Linked DNA regions of Hordeum vulgare: region 2 is linked to region 1. A link is a contact called in public Hi-C data. All regions are on one chromosome and are shown on one strand. Each heading gives the region's core, a stretch centred on a gene start, on an enhancer-like site or on the middle of the called end of the contact. The rest is flanking DNA. Distances are from core to core; before and after follow the strand shown. Region 1 holds the start of LOC123442999 (transcription factor MYBC1-like). Region 2 has its middle 270 kb from the start of LOC123442999.

Evidence for each region. Hi-C and Micro-C count contacts between places; a contact is called where the count stands out from the background.
Region 2: a Hi-C map of leaf shows a contact between it and region 1, with 6 times the contacts expected there. The contact joins the enhancer-like site here to the promoter of LOC123442999 in region 1. A contact is called at or near these places in 2 of 6 Hi-C or Micro-C datasets (both in leaf) and 1 of 1 datasets of contacts at active chromatin or transcription factors (embryo).

The regions. Positions count from the first base shown.
Region 1 is chr1H:433,864,930-433,869,132 of MorexV3_pseudomolecules_assembly, forward strand. It overlaps LOC123442999 (transcription factor MYBC1-like), which reads left to right and starts at 1,539. Exons shown (of 1, transcript XM_045119211.1): 1 at 1,539-3,530. The coding sequence starts at 2,219. The coding sequence ends at 3,136.
Region 2 is chr1H:434,129,394-434,133,643 of MorexV3_pseudomolecules_assembly, forward strand. No RefSeq gene overlaps it. Among protein-coding and RNA genes, the nearest start is that of LOC123442999, 270 kb to the left of the region's middle. Within about 2 kb of position 2,473, at least 3 of the 3 cell types and tissues checked have open chromatin away from gene starts, as enhancers often do. A contact at or near this core is called in leaf, where this site is marked.

The sequences.
Region 1 (4,203 bases), core at 289-2,788:
AAAAGTCATGGCTTGTTGTGTCATCTTGCACAACATGATCATTGAGAGTGAGCAGGAAGAGCCACTGTTTGACACCGAACCATATTACAAGCAGGGTCCTCTTGCCCAAGTTGATCACTAGCTACCGGCAATCTGGACTGGCTTACTTAACATGCGTCAAGAGATCTGAAACCCACACGTGCACCAACAACTGTAACACGATTTGGTGGAGCATCTATGAAGGCTCAAGGGCAATGCCTAACTTGATGGGTGATAAATTATGAGTTTTATTTATTGAACTATTTTAATTTTTATTGATTTCTATTGATTTTTGTGATGGACTATGTAATAAAAAATAGTATCGGTTGAATTTATGCCGAAGCACGTCGAATATGAACCGAAATTCATACAATTTTGCGTCAAAAGTGGGCTAAAATTAACGGCTGGGGGCGACCTTAAGGGTCCGACTGGGAACCAGAGCCCCCTTCCTCATGCCGATTTTTTCACCGACGCGCCTTCAGACGACGCTATTTCGGGGGACCTAAGGGCTAGAGTTGCTTTTAGGCTGCCCGTAATGGGAGTATCATAGCTAGTATCATGCATGCCAACTAGGCAATTCCGATGAGGTGTCATATAATTAAATGAAGAAAGAGAGGGTTGAGTCTCATATCATGATACCGTATCATATTAAATGATGTGCTACTACTATATGTCTTGCATGACAATAAATAAACTATCCTATGATACTAACATATGATACTATGCATTACGGATGTTGTATCATACACTAGTACTCTCTCCGTTTTTTTAGTCCGCATATAAGATTTGGTCAAAGTCAAACTTCGTAAACTTTGACTAAATTTATTGAACAAAATATCAACATTTATAATATGAAATCAATATTAGTAGATGCATCATGATATTAATTTTCATAGCATATAGGTTTCGTATTATAGATGTTGATATCTTTTGATATATATTTGATCAAACTTTATATCACTTAACTTTAACCAAATATTACATGCAGACTAAAAAAACAAAAGAAGTATCATATACATGATACTAATATATGATACTATCCATTAGAATCAGTGTTAGCTTATGGAGGGAGTAACTTTGAGCTGTTACGATTCACCCAACCAAATCCTACTTGTGCTACGTTCCTAGATGCTACTAAACGGCGGTACCTGCGGCAGCGGCTAGGTGGGAGTACGTACGAACGAGATCCAGCCCTCCCTCCCAACCTTGCGTAGATAGATCCAGTGAGTCCAGACGATCGATCCGTCCTCCCTCCGTCCATCCAGCAGCACGCACACACAGGCACAGCACCGCACAGCACAGCACAGCAGCCAGGCAACGCGGGACGCGACCTCGAGGGCACAGGAGCCACACGAGATTCCCCCTCCCCACCACTCCCCACGGTTCGGTTGGGTTCGGTTCGATGTGATCCGGCGAGGCGAGCGACATGTCCACATGAGGACAAACCAAACTCCAGCTAAGAAGATATCTCCTCGTCGTCTCGTCCTTTTCCAGTGTTTTTGTTTTTGTTTTGTCACCCTGTGCAATGCATGTGTGGATATGTGCCCCGAAAACCTGGAAAAACGAAATCGCTCGACTAATCCTTTTTCTTTTTTTCTCTCTTTATTAGTAGGAGTATTTATCTGGGAGGAGAGTGGGAAAGGGCGAGAATCACAGTGACTGAATAGAGTGAGAAGGCAGGAGCAACACGCGAACAAACAAAGAAAGCAACCAAGGATAACACAAAAATAGCTTTAAAGCCAGCCAGACCCACTAGTTAAACTGCACCGCACCACTCCCCCTCCCCAACTCATCAGATACTCTCCTCATCACTCATCAGCCTGCTGCCTAGTTCCATCCTAGAGAGAGAGAGGGAGAGAGAAGGGGTGGAAAAGGTGTGAGCAGATTGTTGATAGATAGAGGGAGAGAGAAAAAGAGGGGGATATCACAGCAGCAGCCGCAGCAGCGGGCAGAAAGAAAGACCCAAACGAGTGAGAGGAGAGAGAGAGAGACGAAAGCTTAGAAGAAGAGAGATCCACCTCGAAGTAACCCCCTCCCTCCTCCTTCCCCATCATCTCCTCCCTCCCCCCGCTCTCCTCTCCTCTCCTCTCCTCTCCGACTTCTTCCGTGCTCTCTTCTTGCTGCGAGCGGAAGCGGCCTGCTCCGGGCTGCGGGCTCCAAGGAGTCGAATTGCTCTGCTCCGGGGGGGCTAGCTGGGACGATGAGGGAGGAGGAGGAGCCCAGCTGGTTCGCGCGCTTCGACGAGGACCTGCCGGCGCCCGACGAGCTCATGCCGCTCTCGCAGTCGCTCATCACCCGCGATCTCGCCGCCGCCTTCGACATCCCCACGCACACGCACGGGGGCGGCCCGCTCAGCGGCGCCGACGCCGCCGGCGCCGCGGAGATGAACGGCGGGGCCTCGTCGGCCGCTGGCTCCAGCGGCGGCAACGGGGGCGGCAACGGCGAGGAGCCGGCCAGGACCCTCAAGCGCCCGCGCCTCGTGTGGACGCCGCAGCTGCACAAGCGCTTCGTCGACGCCGTGGCGCACCTCGGCATCAAGAACGCCGTGCCAAAGACCATAATGCAGCTCATGAGCGTGGACGGCCTCACGCGCGAGAACGTCGCGTCCCACCTCCAGAAGTACCGCCTCTACCTCAAGCGCATGCAGGGCCTCGGCAACGGCGGCGGCGGCGGGGGAGGCAGCCACTCATCTGGCTCCGGGACCGACGCCGCCACCGAGCACCTCTTCGCCACCGGGCCATCCCCGTTCCTCCCGCCCGGCCGCGGCCCGCCTGGCGCCGACCCCTACACCCCCTACGCCGCCATGCCCGCCGCGCACCACCACCACCACCACCCGCAGCAGATCGGACACTTCCACCATCCCGCCGCGCGCCCGCTCGGCCACTACGGCGCCGGCCCAGGCGCCGGCTTCGACCATGGCTTCCTCAGCCGCGCCGTCGCCAGCGGCGCGCCGGTCGGCCCGCCCGGGATGCACCACCGCATGGTCGGCGGCGGGGCCGCGATGGGGATGATGGCGCCGTCGTCTTTCGCCGACGAGCTGGAGCTAGGATCCCGTGGCGGCGCCGGCGCCGGCGGGCGCCGGGAGCTGACGCTGTTCCCGACTTCCGGCGACCACTGAGCGTCGACATCGACGGTGACCGGCATCCGTCCGTCCTCCTCGGGTATATAAAATTCGTTTTCCCCTCTGCCGCCGCCGCGCGCTACTTCCCAAAGATCGGCATGGAATCCCAGCAGGATTCAACACATCATCATATCATAGAGGCCAAGAATTCTTGGGAATTAGCAGTCCACCATCCATCAAATCCATCCATATTTTCTATCTATCTCTTGGCCAGGTTGCTGCCTTGTGTTCTGTTCTTGTGTTGCTGATATTTGTCATTGATGTTCCCGTTCTCTCCGTGTTCTTTGCTGTTGATGACATAAAGCTTAGCTTTAGAGAGAGACAATTATTTCAGACGGTGAAAAAAGTTGTGAAAAATTGCTGCTACTCCTCCTAGTACTACTTTGATTCATGTTGTTTCTCCGAGAAAAAAATGCTAATTGCGCGGAGGATCCAGGGGTCAGTCTGCTCTGCTCATCCGGGTGACTGACACTTGGTCCTTGACTGATGCAACCATGTGCATGTGAGTTGTGATCCCCTCCAAACAAGTGATGCAATCATCTACCGTTGCAGATTGCATAGGTGAGTTGAGTAGAGATGATATAGGCAGGCAGGCTTGAATATAATGTCAAGGACCCACCCTGAGCTACTGCTTGGAGGTGAATAAGTCTGAGAATTAAGTTTGTTTGTACCCTTTGGGCCTCAAAGGTTGCTCTTACATTCTGCTGCTCCTTATTAGGATCATGATCAGAGCAACATAAGTTGGAGTTTCTTGTACGTAGCAACCATTTCCATTTGTAGGTCTTCCCTTCTCCATTTTAAAAGCTTCTGGTTTCTTGTAGCGCCGAGAGAGAAAAGAAAATGAAAACCTTGTTGAATTGTACGAGTACAGTGACGCTTAATTGGCGGTATGTTCAAATCGACAGTATTTTCCTGTCGTGCGCCTGGTCATGGCCTCATCTCCCAATGCGTGAACGCGTCACACTGTTCAGTAGCAGGTGTGAAGCAGGCATCAGCATTGCCACCTGATCATCAGAGGCTGCGAGTTGGCAGTGGCAATTTAGCAGGGCAGGCAATTAGAGATG
Region 2 (4,250 bases), core at 1,223-3,722, 270 kb after region 1:
ATTTTAGCGAAAAATGTGAAAATTTTGGCTATTTTTTATGACCCACGTGATACAGCATTGCGTTGGGCCAGCTATTTTTTAACACCCAATGACTTGGGACCAGGCTGGAAAACCCAAGCAAGTTGTACGGGAATCAAAACAATTTGATAACCCAATACACGATACCACTCGGCCATGCTAGTTCATCCGGAAAACAAAGAACGGGCAGGGACAATAGAAATGGGGCTTGGACAACTAACACATGACATGAGCTTATATTATGTGAATGATACTATACTATAACTCAGCTAGATGAGTTCTAGACGCTTCCATGTTGATAGCCTTTTTGTATTATTTTTTTGAAACGCGGTCCCTTAGGTTCTGATTCATTAAAAAGGGTCGAAGAGAATTATTCGATTAATTAATGGAAAACCGGACGAAAACCGCTACAACATGCCCGTGAAAACAAGGCACACGGGGCAACGTGGCAACCCACATAGGAACGCACACACGCCGCTGAAGAGAAAAACGTCGTCGAGGCTGCAACCCGACGTCATTGTCATCGCGCCTCTGCGAGGGCGACTCCGACTCCACCATCGACGGACACCAAAGAAGCCCTCACCGTGGACCAGCGTCAAGGCCTGCACCGGCCAACGCGAAACAGTCAGCCACACGCGTCGACGACCATGGAGCTCAGACTCTGTCGACGAGCATTGTCGGGGAAGAGCGTTGGACTTGCGCCAAGCCAGCGCCAGAGACGACCACCCGTCTCATGTCATCGTCATCGCAAGGGCCCCTCCTCAGCAGTTCGGACTTCAAGAAGACAAAGCGAGGCACCGCGACCCCTCGAACACGCCGGAAGAAACCGACTACCAAGAACCATCAGCAAGCCAGCTCCGCCTGAAGCCAGCATCGTTGCCACACAAGAAGCCGCGCAGAACAAACACATCGTCGGACGGGCACCTTCCGACCGCAACGCCGCAAGTGTCCACCACATGAAACGTGCAGACGGGGTCCGGAGCTCTTTAAGGCGACGCCCAAAAGAGGGAAGCGACGATGTCGACGCCATCGCCCGACCCTGACGGGCCTTAGGCTTTCACCTGAAGAGCAAATCCGAGGGCGTGGAGGATACGGAGCTCCACGACGACGCCTCCAAGAAGGTTATTCGACGTCCACACACGCCGACACCGTCGGCCCGAGACCGGGCAAACTTTCGCTCGGAGCAATCCAACACCACGAGCACCCCCACGCACAACACCGCCACTGGCCCACTCACCTCTCGCAGAGCCACCCGCGCGAGGAACACTGGAGAGCCACCGAGGCGCACACCTCCCCGTCGGCCGGATACCGATGAGCCAGATCCGGCCAGATCTAAAAATCCACCACCGCGGCGCCACCGGAACCACCAAGTTCACCGCACAGCCGGCCCTCGTGAGCACGTACCCACAGAGCAGGGAGGGGGCGCACCCGCCCCCACTCGTCGGAGAAGAGCTACTGGCCAGAGGACCAGAGCCCGTCGACGAAGCTGTCGGAGCTGCCACCCGCTAAAGCCGCTGCTCAGAGCCGCCGCGTCAAAGAACTCATGGAAAGCGCCCTCCGTCGCCGCACCAGAGGAGCCACCGGGAAGAGACCGCGGCCGCCACGCCGGAGAAGCTGCCGGGAAGAGACCGCGGCCGGCTGGATCCGTCGCGCCATGGAGTGGATCGAGCCTCCCCACCCCAAGCTCCCACGGCCAGACGGAGGAAGACGACCCTGCCGCCGTCGTTCGTAACCCGGGCTTAGCACGACGGCCTCCTCCGATGATGGTGAGGGAAGGGCGTGGGGCGGGAGGCCGGCCCGGCGGCGCGGGCTAGGTCTCCGCCCGTGTCGCCTCGGGTGAGACAAGGCGGTTGCAGGGAACCTTTTTATAGTTGATAGTCATATATAAAAAAGTTTGACAAACACTCTAAAGAACAACTATTTTGAACCCAAAAAATGTTTTTTGGAAATGATACTCTCACTGAGAAAGGAAAGTAAATTGAGGAGAAAGCAATTTATTATGTAGGAAGTGATGGTCATGACTAACTAATTCCTACATGTGTTCTGTGTCCACGTGAGCCCCAGCTAAACTAGTTGCTATAAAACAGTTAAAGAAAATGCTAAACAGAGAGCATATCAAGACAGTTTCCGTTGTTGCTCATGTGCACGACTGAGCATACTAGCAAGCCGAGAGAGCAGAGACTGCATTATTGGCCCTGTAACGACTGGGGTCGCAAAAGGCCACTTGGTACTTTGCTTATTTTTATCCACCCAATCTACTTTTGCTCCTTTTCTTGCAAGCTTTGCCTCATGTGCTGTGCAGAAAGGCCAGATTGCTAGTTCTGGAGGCAAAAGGGCCGGGCCGCAGCAGGAACCAGCAAGGAAGGACAAAAGCTAGGATCTAATGCGCAGCAGCAGATTGCAACTATTGCGCTGCGCAGGTGCGCGTATCCCAACCACCTCCCCTCCCCCCACCCTGCTCCGCCTCTGCCCATCTCACGGCAACGCCACGCGACTCCGCTGATCCGCCGCAGGGGAATGTGCTGCCAAAAGCTACGCCTTTTTCTTTTATCGCCCCACGAGTGGTGGAGGAATCTCCATCCGACGGCCGACGGCGAAAGCTGCCGGGGCATCTCGGCGATGGATGGAGATGGACTCATCACCTCCGCATCTGATGCCTTTTTCACGCGGATGGTCTTTCTTTTTTATCATCAATCCATGATCCGGTGCCGTTCTGCCTCAGTTAATATTGCTCTTCACGCCACAAAGAATTTCATCGGGTTGAGGCGTGCTGCAGTCAGGTTGGAGAGTTTTGGAACACCTGCAAACCTAGCGCCAGATAAGCTACTTTCTGAGCCGTAAAAGAAAGGTTGCCGAGAGTGTAAGAGTTGCTGAATCGAGCCCTGCCCTGTCGCGATTGAACACGGTGAGAGGCTGTCATTCGTGGCGATCTTTATTTGTAGAGCTCCATGTGCGGCCAAAAAGGGCAAGAACCTCCGAGGAAGCATGCGGCTACTGAAATGATGTTAAAAGAAGGCCGAACAATTCATACTAGTAGTACTTGATTAACCAAGTTGCGTCGGATGTGCCTCGTTTTGGTAATGACGCGATCCGGACATCCATGCGAATCTCCAAAATCGCAACTTGATGGTGTAAAGCTTACGGGTCGGGAAGGGGGAGTAGAATGGGGCCTTTTCTCTAGTAATTGAGGATTGAAAATGATGAAAGTCGTCATGTCAAGTTAAGGCATCACGCAAAAAGAAAAGGAGAATTAGGACATCTTCAATCGCCAAACAGCACGCATACATTTGGCCGCCTTATTCGATGTTCTGTCATCCAACCCCGGGTGTGCGGTCTGTCAAACGGTTTAAACATATATTTTTTTCATAAACAGAAGTGTTCCGTGATCCTGCGTCAGGGGCGACCTAGAAACCAACTCAGGGGCGTCGTCTCGCGCCGCCACCCGCCCCTCCCCGCGTCGTCACCGGCCAACCCTCCCGCGTCACCACCGGCCCCCCTCTCCGCTTCGCCGCTGCCGGAGGGAACGCCGGCGAAGCCGCGCGCGCCCCGGGGATGGCGGCGGCGGGCCCCTCGCGTCGGCCCTCGGGCTCTGGCGGCGGCGCCCCGCGTCGGCGGCTGCGGGATCCGGCGAGATCTCGCCCACCGGTGGCGCCTGAGGGCGGATCCAGGGCTGCCATGGCCGGATCTTGTGCGGGGCGCGCGACCATGGTGGTAGGGAGCGGCGGCCGGGCGCGGCTACGGTGGTAGGGAGCGTCGGTTAGGCGCGACTGCGGTGGCCAGGGCGCGCGGTGCGGTGACCCGTGACCCTGCCTGGGGGTCGTGGTGGTGCATGGCGGCCATGCTCAGCGGTCGGTGGCGGTGGATGTTTAGTGCAGCTCCGGGAGAAATCCTTGCTCTGGTCCTCATCAGAGCCGCGACGGCGACGCTCGCGGGTGCCGCTATCTTTCTTGGAAGCGTCGTTGTGGAGGTGTGCTGCTCCCCTTCGTCGGTCGCTGTCTGGTCAGCCGTCATGCGGCTGCTATGGCGGCCGGCGGCGCCAGATCTGGCCGCTATCCTCAGGCCCTGATGTGGGCCTCTCTCCTGCGGATTCTTGGCGGTGTCGGCGTGGTTGCCGGGGCCCTACCTGCGGGTGAAGCCGGTGGAGGAGATTCGGATTGGGGGAAACCCCTGGGTTGGCCCAGGCCGGCCGCACCGACGACGACGCTCAAGGGCGACGTTATTCTTTTTGGAGA